2 separate regions of the Mus musculus genome follow, and region 1 is linked to region 2. The links are chromatin contacts, called in public promoter capture Hi-C maps. All regions are on one chromosome and are shown on one strand. The core of a region is the stretch at or near the end of the contact, and the rest is flanking DNA. Distances in the headings are between cores, read along the strand shown.

Evidence for each region. Promoter capture Hi-C pulls out the DNA fragments that hold promoters and counts their contacts.
Region 1: a promoter capture Hi-C map of pre-B cells shows a contact between it and region 2, with 4 times the contacts expected there. The contact joins the promoter of Brd1 here to the promoter of D130051D11Rik in region 2.

What each region holds. Positions count from the first base shown.
Region 1 is chr15:88,731,556-88,736,058 of GRCm38.p6, forward strand. It overlaps Brd1 (bromodomain containing 1), which reads right to left and starts at 2,664. Exons shown (of 13, transcript NM_001033274.3): 1 at 2,374-2,664. Gm41377 (a long non-coding RNA gene) reads left to right here and starts at 2,566. Exons shown (of 3, transcript XR_875560.2): 1 at 2,566-4,452.
Region 2 is chr15:85,633,039-85,637,948 of GRCm38.p6, forward strand. It overlaps D130051D11Rik (a long non-coding RNA gene), which reads left to right and starts at 1,558. Exons shown (of 2, transcript XR_003951642.1): 1 at 1,558-2,997.

The DNA of each region.
Region 1 (4,503 bases), core at 1,414-3,913, 3.1 Mb after region 2:
CTCAAACCACAGCCTGCAGTGGCCTCCCCGCCACCCTTTATCTCTGGCTCACACGCCTGAAAACTTCAATGCAGAGATTTGCTCATTTCCAGGATGGACAAAACCAGGGCGCCAAGAGCCTATATTCGCATTCCTTGTAGTGGACTCTGACATGCCGTGGTATCTATGGACCTTATGAGCAGACAAGCCCACTCAGAACCACTGGGCAAGCAGAATGAGCACATGGAGCATCAAGTGCCAGGAGCACTCGCTCGCGCCCCTCCAGCTCAACAAACCTATTTTACTGACAAGAAGTAGAGTTAGACTGACTCCCAAATATACCAAGTTGAAATATCAGGATAGTCCAGAGGAAGGGCGAGAGAGAGAGAGAGAGAGAGAGAGAGAGAGAGAGAGAGAACGCGCGCACCAGAGCCTGAACTCACAACTCATAGTTATCTTACTAGTCTTTGGGAAAAGCCCTCAAAGAGCAGACTTCATGTTTTAAGTCCCAAAAGGAAATCTCTACAATGCATTTTTAAAGACAGACTTTACAAGCTGCAGAAAGCCACATTCTATACTATCTCTCTATGAACAAGAAGAATATGAAGACACTGTAGTCAGCCAGACCCCAATGCACCTGCTTCTGAGGCACTTCCAGGTGCCTACTCAACACTGGATTCTCAGGAAACTGTCAAAGCAACCCTAGCCTGCCCTAGGCCTCTAGTGGCATCCCTAAGTCGAGATAGGTGCAAATCCAGGTGTCAGCACCATATCCTTCCCAAAAAGAACCACGGGCAGAAGCAACAGCTCCCAGATTAAAGACAAACATGTAATTTTCTCCTCTCCAGTAAAGTACTGTAGCCAGCCTGTCAAATCCCACATTCTTCTAGTGAGCACTGAAGGACTGTCTTTAAACCACTTTTCTACAAGAACTGAACCTAATACTTAATGGCCACAGCTACTCTGTAATTTGAAAAGGTAGTTGTGACCAGGGGAAAGCGGACATGTAACAGTACTGCCCGGCACAGTGACCAACAATCTCATCTACTTCCTCATTTTCATATACCCAGCACTTTACCCCTCTGGCTCTATGCAGGAACAAGCATCTCTCCACGGAGGAATCAGCAAAGGCAACAAGCATGCTTCTCCAGAAATCACTGGGCTAAACGCATCCTAAAAAGCTTTGCCGGCAAAACGAGGGGAAAGACTCCATGCTCAAAATCAGCTCCGTTCATTTCCGGCCCGGTTTGCGGACAAGCCATTTAAACTCTTCCTAGCTTCCACCCCTCACCGTAAAAGCACACAGGAAAGAGACACACCTTACTCTAAGGTGACCATCCGGAGAGAAAAACACAGACTCAGGACAGTGCACGCGACCCAACAAGTGATAAAACAGTAACTAAGTAATAGGGAAATTCTGTAACTACTTGTTACCAGATGACAGATACTCTAAAACAGTCGCAGCTGGGTGAAGTGAATGTCCTCCATGAAGGGGGGCCGTTTCCTAGGTGTGTGTAAGTGTGTCACAACTGCAGGGCACCATGAGGAGCTGCGTTTTCTGCAAATTAAGCGCACAGGAAAGTTGCTTCTCTCCTAAAGGCCCAAGAAAGCCGCGCACGCGCGCTCGTTTCTCGGCGTTTCCTGCACTCATCCACGGAGTTGTGGCGGAGCTGCGGGCTTGCTCCGGAGATACCAGGCCCCGCTCCACTTAGGAAATCTTCCGAGCCCGTCCCTCTTCAAGGGAGTTTCCTGTCTTGGCAAAATAGATCGGACCGATCTGTTACATAATGCGACCCGCTCCGCACCGCCAAGGCTACGGGCGAGGACGTGGGCAGACGCCACGAGACCCCAGGCCTTCCGCCTCCTCCGCTGTCCGACGCCCGGCCCCTCGGCCGCCCCAGCCGCCCAGACAGCCGAGCTGCCCAGAGCCCGCCCGCCCGGCCCGGCGGCCTCCCCGCCTACTGAGCCCTGCCGATCGCTCCATTCTCTTGGCCGCGCCTCCCGCGCCGCGGCGGCCTCCTTCTACTCCTCTGTCTCCCCGACCCCGCCGCGGCCTCCGTGTCCCTCTCCGCCCCCACCCGGCTGCGGCCTCCGCCTCCGCGATCTCGCCGCGGCCTCGCCTCCCGAACCCGGCCTCTTGGGCGAGCCGCCGGCACCGATCTCCGGCGTCCCCGGCCGCGCCGGCTCACGGCGGCGCACGTCCGCCCGGCCTTCTCGGTCCCTCCGGCTCCCGCGCCCGCCAGGCCTCACGGCCTCGGGGCCTCGCCGCCCCGACTCTCCGGCCTCCCCGCCCGCGGACAATGCGGAGCCGCCGCTGCCGCCTCCAAACATGGCGCCTGCACCTCCGCCCCGGCCGGCGAGGCGGGCGGCGAACGGCGACCGTCAGACACTCACCTTCGGGGGCGCCGCGGCCGCGGGAGCCCGGCGGGCGGGCGGGCGCGGAGGCCGGCGCGGCCGAGGCGGCGCTAATGGCGCCGCGGCTCCTCCGCCAACGGCCGCGCAGCCGTGCCCCGCCGGGCTCCGGGGCGCGCTCGGCCAGCGGCTCCGGGCCCGCAGGGCGCCGCGGCTCGGGCGGGGTCGGCGGCGCCGGCACGGCCGGCTGAGGCCGGCTCGGGGCCCGGCCGGGCGGAGGACGCGGACGCGGAGCTGCTCGGACGCCTGCCGAGGCGCTGCTCGCTCCCCAGCGAAGCAAACAATGCGGCGAGCGCTCCGCCCGGCGCGCTGCGTGCGAGACGCGCCCCGCCCGCCGCCGCCACGACGCGCGCCGCGCCAAGCCGGGATAAGGGGGCGGGGCGGGACGCGAAGGAGAGAGTGGGGTGACCAGGAAGGGTGTTAGGGTGGGGATCCGGATGGGGGAGGAGTGCTACAAAAGTGGGGTGACTAGGAGGAGAATTCTGGGGGAGACAGGCTAGGGTTCCTGAGGATGAAGGACTGCTGCTGTAAGAGAAGGGTAACCAGATGAATGGTGTTTACTATGGGGTCAATGGCACTGAGTAGAGCAAGAATGCTGACCCTAGAGAGCCAGGTGGAGTTTCCTGAGAGTGCTTGCTTTCCAAGGGAGTGGTATTTTGAGAGAATCAAGAGATGCATCCTAAGGGGGGGAAGTGGGGTTCTGATAGTGTCTGGTGACCAGCGTGGTTCACGGAGGATGAGTTAGGAGGGAATGGAAATGAGGGCCGTGATGGAGGGGATCACCAAACAAGGGTGGATTTATTTGAGGAATAAATGGCTAGGACTGGGGAACCCTAAGGTGGCACTAGAAAGGCATTAACAAGGGCACGAGGTCAGTGGTTGGGTAGAGGAGGGTATGGAAAGGACTTGAGGATGACTAGTGACTGGGACAAGTAGTAGCAATCTCAAACTATGGGCAGCCAGGTCTGGGGGCATGCCTCCAACTCAGGCTTTCCTCTTCTTTTCTTTCTTTCTGTCTGTCTGTCTACCTTTCTTACTTACTTTGGTGGTGGTGGTTTGATTGTTTGGTTGCCTGATTTTTGGTTTTGTTGTTTTGAGACAGACTCTCACTATGTAATTCTGACTGTAACTCACTATGTAGTCAGAGATCGGCCTCCCTAAAGGCATGGCCCACCACCCATGACTTAGGCCTTCCTCTTATAAGCATTGTACTCATAGAAGTATTTAAGCATTGACATCCCTACCAAGGAGCTGGTAACACTTACAGCAGTGGTTCTCAACAGTCCTATTGCTGCTGATCAATGCTGTGATGGCCTCCAGCCATCAAATTCTTTCACTTCTACTTTATAACTATAATTTTCAATACTGTTATGAATGTAAATATCTGATATGCAGGACCAAAAGGGTTGTGACCCACAGGCTGAGAACCTCTGCTGTAAAAGGCTTGAAGATTTTGAAATCAGGGCCCTTTGGGTTGGTGCTTAGGGACACTGGTCTTACTCTCCAGCTTGTTCCGTCTACTTTGTCCTTAGTTTAAAAGTTAGTGGCTTCTAGAGAATTTTCATTATGAGACTCATCTGTAAGTATTTTGAAATGGGGGTGAAGACTGGGTAGTTCTTTGGTTGCCTTGGAAGGCTTATGACAGGTGTCATGGTGATGAAGCACTAGTCATGTGCCTGTGACATTAGCCTGGACCTCTCAGGTAAACAGAAGAGCTTTTCATTCGTGAGCAGAGCTGCTCTCCTCCCCGCCCATGACAGGCAGGGCAGGCTCACAGCTCAGGATGTGGCACCAAACAGTTATTGGGACAAGGCAGACTTGCTCATCTGTGCCTTGCAGCTTTTGGCTGGCCACTACTCTTATCCCACTGTAGCCAAACTATGGGCTGGAAAATAGTCATTTTGTTGTTGTTTGTTTTGTTTTTCAATACAAGGCCCCTCAGTATATCCCTGAACTTCCTCTGTGGAGCAGACTGGCCTTGAACTCAAGAGATTTACCTGCCTCTGCCTCCAGAGTCCTGGGATTAAAGGCAATTGCCCTGCTGAAAAATAGTCTTTAAGGGTAAGTTAATTCTGGAGCCACTCCCGAGCAAGGCCTCCTGTTTAGCTAGTA
Region 2 (4,910 bases), core at 308-2,807:
CTCCACATACTTGCCAACACTTTTTCCATTTTTCCATTTTTGTGCTTTTTTTTTTTTTCTGTACTTGCAACCTTAGTGTGAAGTGTTTTGTGAATTTGGTTTTTTTTTTTTCCCCTCTGTTGATTGGCCACAATGAGTATCTTGTTGGCTGTATGGGTCTTAGCTACTTAGTCTTTAAAAACATTTAAGTCCTTTGCCTATAATTAAATTAGGGATTTCATTGTTGAGTTTTAGTTCTTTATGTAATCTGGACACTAGGTATCTATTTTTTGGCTACAAGTGATTTATCACTTGTTGAAACATTGTTACCTTTTAAATGTAGAAAACTCAAAAGAGGGCCGAGCTTGGTGGCTCAAGCCTTTAATCCCAGCACTCCGGAGGCAGAGGCAGGCAGATTTCTGAGTTCGAGGCCAGCCTGGTCTACAAAGTGAGTTCCAGGACAGTCAGGGCTATATAGAGAAACCCTGTCTCGAAAAAACAAACAACAAAAACAAACAAAAAACAATAACAAAAACAAAAGAGAGAAAGAAAGAAAGAAAGGAAAACTCAAAAGAGATGGAAACAAGACGGCCTATGAGAGTTAAATAACAAAGGGGTTTCCCATCTAGGGCTGTGTGGGGCCACAAATAGGGCTATGGTCAGACCCTCACAGCAACACCAGCCACAAAAAGACAAAGGGCAAGGTAGTACTGTATAGTATTGTCCCTATTTCTGTTTCAAATATACATAGAATTATAAAAATAGAAACGTCAAAATGTTAACACTAGTGATCTTAAATAATCAGAGTGTTTATTTGTTTTTGTTGTTGTTTTTTGTGTTGTTGTTGTTGGTGTTTTTGAGATATAGCCCTGACTGTCCTGGAACTTGCTCTGTAGTCCAGGCTGGTCTCAAGAGCAGAGATTCACCTGCCTCTACCTCCCAAGTGCTGGGATTAAAGGAGTGTGCCACTACCTGGCATATTGATCAGGTTTTTAAAAATTCTTGTCAACTTTCTAAATTTTCTCCAGTAACGTATGATTTTTGAGTTGGAAAATTATAAAGTTTTTGTTTGTTTGTTTGTTTGATACTAGAATGGAAGCCAAGGTCTCCTGTCTGCTAGGAAAGGACTCTACCAACTGAGGTACACCCTTAGATCAAGAACTGGGTATTTTTAAGGTATTCTCAAGTGTTACTGCAATTTTGCAAGACTCTTTACATCACGTACACAGCCTCAAAAAAGGAAAAATCTCACGAGGAGCTTGAGGGTTACCCGTTTTCTTCCTCCTTGCCAAGATTTACAAACTCCAAGGGCAGGAAAGCTTTCAGAACAGAAAAGTCTGACTAAAACGAAAATCTGATTCAAGTGAAATGCAGCCCTAAGGTTCACAGTGACAGGCTGAGAGCCCGCCCTGAGTCTGCGCAAACTCATTTAGGCCGCGCGCAGAGGCTCCGCCTCCCGCCTGCCCGCACTAAGGTTGGGCGTGCCCGGCGCCAGGTCCCGCCCACATACCTAGGCCCCGCCCCACACGCAGGCCTCGCCCCGGAGCCGCAGCCTGCTAGGCCGTAAATTTGCATTCAGAGCTGGCCGACCCAGGGCCCGCCCACTCTGTGCTTCACTCCGCCCGCACCGCCCGCGACCCCGGAAGTCGGAGATGGTGGCCCAGTGGCTCCACCTCCAGCTGGGCAAGGCTCCGCCTCTAGACAGGGCCCCGCCTCTCAGCTGCGAACCGCGGCCTCCAAGTATGCCGCACCCTGGACTTCATTTCCGGCGCAGGCTACTTAGAAGTCACGCCCCCAGACTCGAGAGGCCCCGCCCTACGTCTACCGCGAGTCTGCTTCCGGGGTGGAGCGTGAGAGTTGTGTGTTATTTTAAGGGCTGTGGGCGCCGTGGGCGCACTTCTGCCTTTTCTGCTCCCTCTGTACCCCCTCAAGGTGTGAGCGTGGAGCTTTCTAGGTCCCTAGAGGGGGCAGGCCACGGCACCGTCTTGGCGGCGGAGTCCTGGCACCGGGAACCCGAGGCCCCTCCTACTTTAGACTGTAGCCTCCCTCTGTACCAGGAGCGACGTGGCCCTGCCGGGTGCTCAGCCCTATCCAAGAAATGCAGAGCCCAGGCTAGCCCCGCAGTGTGAACGCCCCTTTTGGAGGTCTGCAGGCCCAGAGACGAGAGCGCCTATTTGTTGACAGCCACTTTTCAGGAAGGCCCGCACATGCTTCTGATGTGCTGTCGCAGGGCTCCTAGCCACTGTGGCCAGCACTGTCCCTCCACAGAGAGACAAGTCCTTCCACACCCTGGTTCTGATTCTCTGGTTTAATCTGTTCTGCTCAGCTGGAGCACATAGTTCCTTTCCGTGGTCACCTCTCGTCGCCAGCACTGCCCCGTTCATCATTCTTTATTCCTAGCCAGAAGACTTTAAGCATCCTGGAGGTGCCTGATGTCCCCACCCCAACTTGTTCACCGAGACCATCAAATAAAGGTTCTTTAACCTTTAATAATGGCTCATACAGAGGACCCACTGTGGCTTAAAACATCATGGGGTTGCTTAATCTACTAAATGTCCTGGCTTATCAACTCAGCACACTGGAGCATGTGGTTTCCCCTGGTGATGGCCAGCGTTGAGAAAGGGTGCTTATATCGCATTATCACCAGCATGGAAGAGATCAAACTCAAAATCCCAAGTAGTGTTTCTGCTGATGCCTGTCGCTTCTGCACCATTACAAGATCAACCCCCAAATGAAACATTGTAGATTGTGCATCATTTGTGCGCTGTCTTTCTTTGTACCGGAGTCAGGAGTGGGTTGCAGAAGATGGTCTCTATGATGCCTTTGAAGAACATGGAAAAGTAGGTGATTTCCAAGCATCTGGTTTGTTGGACCAAGCCTGCCAAGCCACTCTCAGGGACAGAATGTGTATGAAAGAGACCACCCAGTGTTCTCATATATAATTTTGAAGAAACCAGCCTTGTGCACTGAGAGTGCCTCTCTCTTCTGCACCTACTGCTCTCCTTGGGATAGCCTAAGGTATCTTATTGGTTCCATAGTGTCTTTCCAGGTCTTATGTGGTGGCTGTTGGCAGCAGTGGGTACCTAGCCCTGGGCTTGAGGTTCTACCTCATTTGTTTGCAATAGTCCAGATTTTCTAGACTGAAATGTGCCTCAGAGAGGCAGCCTTACAGTGCTTTGGTTTTTTGGTTTTTTTTTTTTTTCTTTCTCCATATTAGAAGACAAAGCTTGGGAACTGGATGGGCACCTCTATAAAAAGAAAACACATGGTTTCCAAGAGAATGGCCTCTCTGGTTTTTGTTTTGTTTTGTTTTGTTTTTTTCCCACCAATTGTGGACAGAGGCACACTTCAGCCCAATAATTTCAAGTGAGTCGAGGAATCTCAACTCAGAGACCAGTGCCCCCCTTTTTATGGGAAAAAAAAAGAATAAATGTGTCTTGGGTGTGGTCCAAGGAATAAGGACTCTTGGAGCTGAACAGGACTTAGTAGGAGGGTCTAGACTACTTTTGTGCTCAGAAAATCATTCTGGGTTCCACCTAAGCCAGTATAGGGTGAGTATTTACTCCTCAGGGCATGCTAGCCACAATGCAGAGAGGCCTCGCTGATTCAAAAGAGGCTTTCAGCTCCAAACCTCTAAAGAACTAAGGTTTCCCGGGAGTTCAGACTACTCTGAGGCCTCAGGCAAGCCCTTCATCTCCTTCTTTCCCTCACTCTCTTCCTCCGTCCCTTCCTTCCTTTCTTCCATCCTTTCTTTATTTCTTCCTTTCTTGTTAAAGATTTATATTATTTTAAATTTTGTGTGTGTCTGTGTGTGTGTGTGCATGTGATTATACTCATAAGAGTGCAGGTGTCCAAGGAGGCCAGAGGTGTTGGATTCCCCAAAACCAAGAGTTAGAGACAGTTGTGAGCCATCTGATTTGGGTGCTGAGAAGCAAACTTCGATCCTCTGGAAAAGAACTATGTGCTTTTGACCACTAAACCTTTTTTCACCCCTTAGTTCTTTCTTTTTGTATGTGTGTATATGTTTCTGTGGGCCATGAGTGTGGGTATTCATGCATGTGTGTATGTGGAAGCCAGAGTCTATGTACAGTGTCCTTCTCAATCATTCCTTTTATTTTTGAGTTTTAAATTTTTGTTTACGTGTACAAGTATTTTGCCTGTATTTATGTATGCCTGCCTGCATGCATATTGGTGCACACAGAGGTCAGAAATGGCCATCAGATTCTCTAGAACTGAAGTCACAGACGTTTGTGAGCCATCATATGGGTGCTAAAAACCAAACCTGGGTCCTCTGCAAGAGCAACAAGTGCTGTAAACTACTGAACCATCTCTCCATCCCCCTTCCACTTCGTTCTTTTGAGGCAGAGTCTCTCACTAAGCTAGAACTTAGAGATTTGGCTAGGCTGGCCAGCATGCCCCAGGGAACCTCCTGTCCCTGCCTGCCCAGGGCTGGGATTGCCCATGATGCTCAGCTCCTATATATAGGTTCTAGGGATCACACTTAGGTTCTCATGGTTGCACAGCAAGGACTTTACTGACTGAGGCAGCTCCTCTTTCTTAACTTCTCTGAGCCTCAGGTTTCTCATCTGTTAAATGTGGAAAACCATATTTGTTATTTGGGATTAAATAAGACAAAGAGATAGGATCAAAATACATTGTATACTTGTATGAGTTTTTCAAAGAATAAATATAAAATGTCAATTAAAAAAGATTAAGGGGGAACTGCAACCCTATAGGTGGAACAACAATATGAACTAAGCAGTACCCCGGAGCTCTTGTCTCTAGCTGCATATGTATCAAAAGATGGCCTAGTCGGCCATCACTGCAAAGAGAGGCCCATTGGACTTGCAAACTTTATATGCCCCAGTACAGGGGAACGCCAGGGCCAAAAAGGGGGAGTGGGTGGATAGGGGAGTGGGGGTGGGTGGGTA